2 separate regions of the Sus scrofa genome follow, and region 2 is linked to region 1. The links are chromatin contacts, called in public HiChIP or PLAC-seq maps. All regions are on one chromosome and are shown on one strand. Each heading gives the region's core, a stretch centred on a gene start, on an enhancer-like site or on the middle of the called end of the contact. The rest is flanking DNA. Distances are from core to core; before and after follow the strand shown. Region 1 holds the start of USP38 (ubiquitin carboxyl-terminal hydrolase 38). Region 2 holds the start of INPP4B (type II inositol 3,4-bisphosphate 4-phosphatase).

Region 1 (3,587 bases), core at 820-3,319:
CAGTTTTGAACAACAGCCAGAGAATAGCTGTACCAAGCAAAGAGGGAGGGGAGGAACACAGTTTTGGATCTACTGTTTCACAACTTACAGAGCTGGAAGTGCCATGTCTGAACAAGGAATGTCAACGCACATGTTAAATTCCTGGCAATAAAGCTCTTTCCTGCTAAGTACTTAACCCCTCCCGGATTTCTAATGACACAGCTGATGGGCTATTTACACCTGGAACTCAAAAACACCTATTTAAGCCTTCACTTACTTTCCCTTCCCTCACTCCACCTGTATCCACTCTCACAAACTACTGTAGGTAGAAAATGGCAATATGCAAGAACTACATAGTTAAATAGGATAATCAGTAATAAAACAAATGGCATCCTCCATGAATTAAAAAAAATCAGAGAATTCAGAAACTAAGGAACAACTCATTCCAACAAGGTGACAGAGTCATAGCACAGTAATAATATGGTAAACATTTTTAATGCGGCTATTAGTCACTAATGAATAGGAGCTTTATATAGTAGCTGTCATTGGCAAAGCATTCCATAACTTGAGCAAAGGCTGGGTAATTAAGCAACCTGTTTTGCTCCAAAGGTCTAAGACTGACGTTCTCAACCTTTAAAACAAAAACACTGACTGTTTTTTAAGGTCCAACGTGACAGCCAGAATAGGGCAGTGGATGGGAATATGGATGAGAGTATTAAGAATGTTCTCCCATTAAGATGTTTTCAGAGCAGGGAAGCAAACGCGGTGTGTACATGAGAGGCACATATTAAATTTCCAAGAGAGATTTTCTTGGGGTGGAAGGACCCTTACCTGTGGAAGAAATGCTTGCAAAAACTTCTTGCAGGGAAGGCAGCAGGGTGGAGGGCTCCCCCTTCCAGATATTCTGCAGCAAGTTACTCACTTTTGTCACCTGCGAGACATATTCCCGCAGCTCTTTCTCCTGGGTGGACACGCACTGGAAGTGGCCTATCGTTCGAACCAGCTGTTGACAAAAAGTGATGGACAACTTCCCCTTGGGGATGCACTGCACGAAGTCGCTCAGGAGGTCGCTGAGTCGGGCGCACAGGTGCGGCTCGGGCCTCTCACACACCATCCGATGCACCTCCACCTGCAGCAGGCTGAAGAGGTCCAGCACCGAGGGGCAGCTCATGATCAGTTTCAAGCCGTTGTGAATGTAGTCCAGGATGGCTACGTCCTTCCTGTCCAGCGAGTGGTAGCCCTGCTGAAGGAGGCCCAGCACGAAAGTCTTATTGAAGAAGGACTCGAATTCTGGCCGGTGGTACCGCGCGTAGGCCTCCAGCACTTGGTGGCCCACTTGCCGCTGAAAGGGGTCCTGGCCCTCCAAGATAAGCCGGGTCGTCAGGTCAAACATGGCCTCGCACTGCGCCTCGTCCAGCCAATTCTCCGCCGACTCCACCACCTTCCTCACAATCACCCGTTTTAGGGGCAGGGGGTGCGAAGAGCTCACCAGGCCCTCCAGGATCTTGTCCATTGTCGCCACGCTGCAAAGCCAGGGCCAGGTGGTAAGGAGCGGGCAGCCACAACCCCGAGGTGTGCCTGGAGAAACCCGGGACGGAGGTGAATTTGGAGAGCAGCAGCTGGACCGACCACCGCCACTGCCTGCTCAGTAGCCTCATTTATCGGGCAGAGAGGGCCATCCAAGCCCGGGCGGGAGTTGGCAAGCCTGGGGCGCGTAAGAACCGGCACCGTCAGCGGTGGGCCTAAGAAGCCAGAGGCCCACACTCCGCCGCTGCCCCGGGCCCGCGGTCCCCTTCAGCATCAGCGCGGAGAGGCCAGCGGGGCCCCCCGGAGGCGGCGGACGTTCAGGCCCCGGGGCTGAGAGCGGGAAGATGAGGAAGTGCGCCTCCGCGACCCGTGGCAGATGTGGGAGTCCGGACTCCAACAGGTCGCGGGATAAAACCCGCCCTGGGTAGAGTCAAGAGCTGCTGTCACGGAGGGTGCCGGATCTGCCGGGGAGAAGTGGAGGTGGACACCCTTGACCCGGATGCAGAAGTGCAGCAAACAGGAAGTGAAGGAAATCGGAACTTCGGAAAGGCCCGCCCCTCCGCCCCTCCGCCCCTCCGCCCCTCCGCCCCTCCGCCCCTCCGCCCTCCGCCCCTCCGCCCCTCCGCCCCTCCGCCCCTCCGCCCCTCCGCCCCTCCGCCCCTCCGCCCCACCCTTCACCCTCCTTCTCCGCCCCAGCTCGTTTACACACTCCCGGGCTGCGCTCGGGGGCCCGCCCCGCCCCTTCGGTGCTACGCAAGCGCGGCCGCCTCTCTTGGAGTCGCGCGGCGACGCCCCCATCGCAGGGGATCCTTTGTAAGTGGTAGGCGGCTTTTCTGGAGGAGCGGCCAAGGAGCGGAAGTGTTAGAAGTGGCTGCGATTCTAGGATTCCCACCTTCCGATCTCTGGATCTCTGTCCGTTCTGTCCCGGTCAGGTTGCTTGTGATAGGCTGATAAAAGTTTATTTATGTAAAATCTTGTTAATGAGAAAGTTTTGGAAGCAGGAGTAGAAAAGCATTTGGGGAGAAAGTAAGGAAAAGAACTCAGAATTCGGATTGAAGGCAAATCGTTTAAGGTCTTAGATCTTTCATCAGTAAATGAGCTAGGGTTCTTAAATGCCAGTGCTTTACTCTTACATTGTGGTAAGGGATGTGTTGGCGGCAGTATACATTTGGAAACAGTTGTCAATAGAGGTTTGCTTTAGCAAGCTTTTAGCAAATCTCTTTCTCTCTCTCTCTTTTTTTTATTTGTAGGGCTACACCCGTGGCATATGGAAGTTCCCAGTCTAGGCGTTGAGTTGGATCTGAGCTATGTCTGTGACTTACACCACAGCTCGCTGCAACGGGGTATCTTAACCCACTGAAGAGGCCAGGGATGGAACCTGCATCCTCATGGAGCCCAGTCGGGTTCAAAGGTTCTTTACCACTGAGCCAGATGGGGAACTCCAGCAAATCTCTTTTAAATGAGCTTTTATGGCATATGGAAAATTTGTAAGTTGTCCAGAAAATGGGTGTAGAGTAAGGTAAATGATAGGTGAGAAAGAACGAAAGAGTATTTTGAAAAATAAAATACAAGCTTAAATTTTCATAATGTTTATATGTATGCTAACACTGAAGATGGTTTATAATGAAGAACAGATGAAGTCATCCTCCTTGTAGTCTTTCAAGTTAAACTGCAAAGATTCACAGTAAGAATTTAGTCTTTAATCAGAGGCCTTTAATTTGGAAAATATTGCCTAATTATAGCCCTGTTAAGTCTTCACCAATGTAATTGTGAAATCATTAGTGGCCTGTGATACTGACAAACTTTAAAAAATGGTTCATTTAAAGTATCCAGTGGAAAAATGAACAAATTGTAAGCTATTTACTTTGCTAAATAGTGTTTTGGTTTTTACCAATTTATAAAATGGTTATACTAGTATATTTAACACAGCAATTAGGGTAATCTTAAAAAGAATAGCAGTTTAGAGGAGGTAAGACCTGGGTAGAGAAAACCTGAGACCGAGTTTTCAGAAAGAGATAGAAGATAAAAGATAATTGATGGATCTAAAAAGCAATCTTGCTACAACACAGGAATAGCTTTGG
Region 2 (3,706 bases), core at 582-3,081, 210 kb after region 1:
TTCTGATATTCTTTCACCCTTTCTGTATTTTAAGAAAAGGCTGAAACTCTTGTCCAATGAAAAAGCTGTCTCGTTCTGCCAGCAGATCTCTACAAATAGGATTTATCCATTGCTTCAAGCCGCAAGTATGACACAGGTGTTTTTTTTTTTCCCCCAAGTGGGTGTGTTGAGAACCACCTCATGCAGGAGAAATTTAATTGTGTAATGGGCCCCTCCGGTGTGAGCCACAGCCTCACAGGGCCTGTGTAGACTGCCTGTCCCTTTTGTCCCCCCTTCTCTCCCTCCAGCTCTCCTGTGATGGTGGCTGAATGTACCAGAAAAAGCTTGAAGAACAGGGAAGGGCCGCAGGGGAGAATGGGCCAGGCCCAGTTTCTGGCCCATAGTGTTTTTTAATTCCTTTTGTAAACATTTATTGACGCTAGGACGTTAGGCATTGTTCCAAGTTCTGAGGAAGAGCAATAGGAAAAAACAAACAAACAAACAAACATCAAAGTCTCTGCTCTCATTGATAAAGCTTCTAACCTGCTGGCTGGCAGTGAAATGCTTGCGGAGAGAATGGATGCCTAGAGTAGGAAGTGACAGCAGGGGTGACAGGTGGGGACAGCTACAGCTTCCCACTTGGTGTAACATTAAGCCCTGACTTAACCCAAATCGATGTTACCATCCTAACTTTGGGATTCCAGTCTCTCTGCGTGGCAAATGTAACCTGAGCATACTGGTATTCTCACTCCGCCTTATTATCTTTTAAAAGTGCCCTTACCGAGGGTGCTTGCCTGGACTGGGGCTGGCATTCCCAGCTTTACCATTACCTTTGAGCAGCTCAGTCAATACCTCTCCACGAGAACCGCCAGGTGGCACCTGTAAGGCGCAGATGGGGAGAGGCATTTGCCCCACACCCCGCAACCCGGAATAGCCAGGCAGCTTGCCTTCGCCCGTGGGCTTGTTTGCGAGGAAGTGAGGGAGTTTTAGCCTCGGTTCAGACTGCGCGATTACGTACCCTGTTTTCCTGACACCCAAACAGACAGAGCGTAGATTTGTCTCCACGCGCCGGGGCTGCCAAAGGCGTGACACACGCCTGTGGGGAACAGCTCGGCCTCAGTCCCCGAGCAGAGACGTGGGGACTGCGGCGGGTGGTCGGTGGGCTGCGCTGAGCTGGAAGCCTCGCCATTGCCCAGGTCTCCTCCGCCCTAAGTCCGGGCCCAGGCAGAGGAGTAGTAAGAGAGACAGGTCCCAGAGTGGTGGCAGGCAGAAGTCCGGGGAACGGGGCGGGGACGGGGGGAACGTCGCTTCCCTACCCTCCCGGACTGAGCCCGGTTCTGGGGCGCCCCCTTTCGCCGTTTAAAAACCCCTGTGGTTTCCGTGGCCCCGGCCGCGGCGTGGCGGCCTCGGGTCACCTCTCACCACCGCTCCGCAGCGGTGCTCCTGGCAGCACAGGCTAGGGACCGTCCCCGCTGGCAGAGGGGCCCAGCAGAGGGTCGGGGTGCGGGGTGGCGGTACACAGAGTGAGCCTGTTGGGGTCATTTCAGGTTGGGCGGCGGGGACATCAACTCCACTCCATCGGTAGTGGGAGGCGAGCTGCGCCAGCTGCGCGACTCTTGCTGCCGTCGCTGCCTCTGTTCGGGCGCCGGTGACATTGGGAGGAGACCGCTGGGAACCAGCAGAAGAGGAAGAGGAGCAGGGAGGGGTGGGATTGGAGGGGCGGGGGGGGTGCGGGGGGAGAAAGTAGCGATTGTGCCAGGGGAGCATGTGAGCAGGGGAGAGGCGGCCGCGCCGGCGACAACTTCTCCGGGGCGCGCGCGGCGGGGCGGGGAGCGAGCGGGGAGCGCGGCGGGAACCCGGAGCCCGAGGGAGGCGCGGGCGCCTCGGGGAGCAGCCGCTCGCGCCCTGCGCCCTGCGCCGCCGCGCCGCCGGCTCGCTTCCTCCGGGTTCCCAGCCCGGGTGCTGAGGCTCCGGTCTATAAATAGCAGGTTACAGCTCTCGCTAGGCGCGCACACGCTCACCCGCGAACGCCGGAAAGTCAGGCTAAAAGTGTCTGCTGCTGCTGCTGCCGCCCCCCACTCCGCCTCCAGGAGAGGTAATTACCCGCCGGGGCTCCCAGGGCCGGGTGGGGGGTTTGGCCAGGGTGGTCTGGGAGGCGGTGGGGAATGTGTCAGGCGTTGGAGCGGGTCTGAGAGCGGGGTGGGGGGGGTCACGTCCTGGCGGGGGGTGGTGAGGGAGTCTTGTTTGGCATTAAGTTTCTCAGCCTGGCAGCCCCGATAGCCCCATACGGCCCTCGCGCCTAAGGGGTGTGGTGCGCTGCCTCTCCTCGGCAGCAGGAGTACCCCTGACCCCCGCGGACACTCTGGCCCGGCGCCGCTCGGTCGGGCCCACGCGCGGGTTCACGTTCATCCTCACCCCTTCACACTCACTCTCAGGGCCCCGGGTTAACTCCGAGCTCTGGCCTCGCTGACCTTCCAAGGCTGCGCCCACCCTCGCGGTCCCTTTGGAGGGGCTGCGGTGGCCAGAGGGAGGGGGGGCTCGCTCTCATCCCTATCCCGGCCACAAAGCTGCCAACGCCGCCCGCCCCGGGAGAAGTCGCCTTCAGGGCGAAGGGTGGGGGTGGGGTGGGGGTGGGAGTGAGGGTGCTTGATACTGGGGTCTCAGTTGCCCCGTTTTGGGCTTTTCCTAAAGAGTCCCTGTCATGACCACCCTCGTTCCACTCCCAGCAACTCAGCCCGCTACGTGTCTCTTCTTGGCAACCAGACATCACTTGTCCTCCCACAGAGAGGTCCTTCTAAAGGGTCAGAAAGCCAGGGCCATGACTTGAAAGCGCGGTGGTGGTGCTGCTGGTGGTACTGTGTGTTGTGGGGGGAGCATCGTTGTTTGAAGTCTGAAAACTGCGCTGCAGGGTCCGCGAGCTCTCAGGGCACCTCTGGCACGGAGCACCCAGGCCAGGGATGTTCGGAGCTAGGGGTCGTTCCTGAAGGGACTTTCAGGCTTGTCGCTGGGACTAAGACCAGGATGCTGGAGCTCCAGGTACCTGTTTTTGCCCCTCCCTTTGCCTCTGAAATCTCCTCCCTGTTGGGGGGTGGTTTCTGTCCCTAGAAGATGGAGAGGCACCAGCAGTTTCTATTTGGGGACTAGAGGTTTATAAGGGTGAGGATGTGCATGTTGATGAGGTTGTTGCTGCTGCTGCTGCTCCTGCTCCTGCACAAAACTTACCGGAAAAACCGGGGAGGGTTTTCTCTTACTCTTGTTTTAATGATGAAGATTCACTTTCCCTTTCCTCTCCCCCCCCCCCCATCTCCAGAACTAGGTTTCCTCCCTTTCTGAAATGTGTTATTTGAGGTCATTACATTTTGTGACTCCAGGTGTTATATTTTTGCCCATCTCTTTCCTCTAGTATGACAGAACTTGTTTGTCAAGGTGTGGCTCTGTATAAGTGAAAGCCTGGAAGACAGAGTAGATTTGTCTTCTTCCTGTCAAGGTGGGCACTAGATAGGTCGTTTATAGGTGTAGGACTGTATTTCAAAGACCTTGCTTGTAGTAGGAATTTTCTTAATGGGTTCTGGACCATCCATGGTAGTATTCTGACAGTGCTAAAGCAGCATATAAGGTGCAGAGAATCACCAACAGAGCAGCTGGCTAGTGCAAGAAGTTGGGTAAAAGGAGGCCTGGGTAAGTGGGCATTGTCACACTTAGTAGACAAAGAAATGCATTATCTTGT

What was found. HiChIP or PLAC-seq counts read pairs in DNA pulled down with a chosen protein or histone mark.
Region 2: a contact with region 1 is called in an H3K27ac HiChIP or PLAC-seq map of alveolar macrophages. The contact joins the promoter of INPP4B here to the promoter of USP38 in region 1. A contact is called at or near these places in 2 of 47 Hi-C or Micro-C datasets (alveolar macrophages and embryonic fibroblasts) and 2 of 2 datasets of contacts at active chromatin or transcription factors (alveolar macrophages and skeletal muscle).

Annotation. Positions count from the first base shown.
Region 1 is chr8:84,598,975-84,602,561 of Sscrofa11.1, forward strand. It overlaps USP38 (ubiquitin carboxyl-terminal hydrolase 38), which reads right to left and starts at 2,070. Exons shown (of 10, transcript XM_021100666.1): 1 at 811-2,070. The coding sequence starts at 1,492.
Region 2 is chr8:84,810,251-84,813,956 of Sscrofa11.1, forward strand. INPP4B (type II inositol 3,4-bisphosphate 4-phosphatase) reads left to right here and starts at 1,832. Exons shown (of 30, transcript XM_021100673.1): 1 at 1,832-2,074.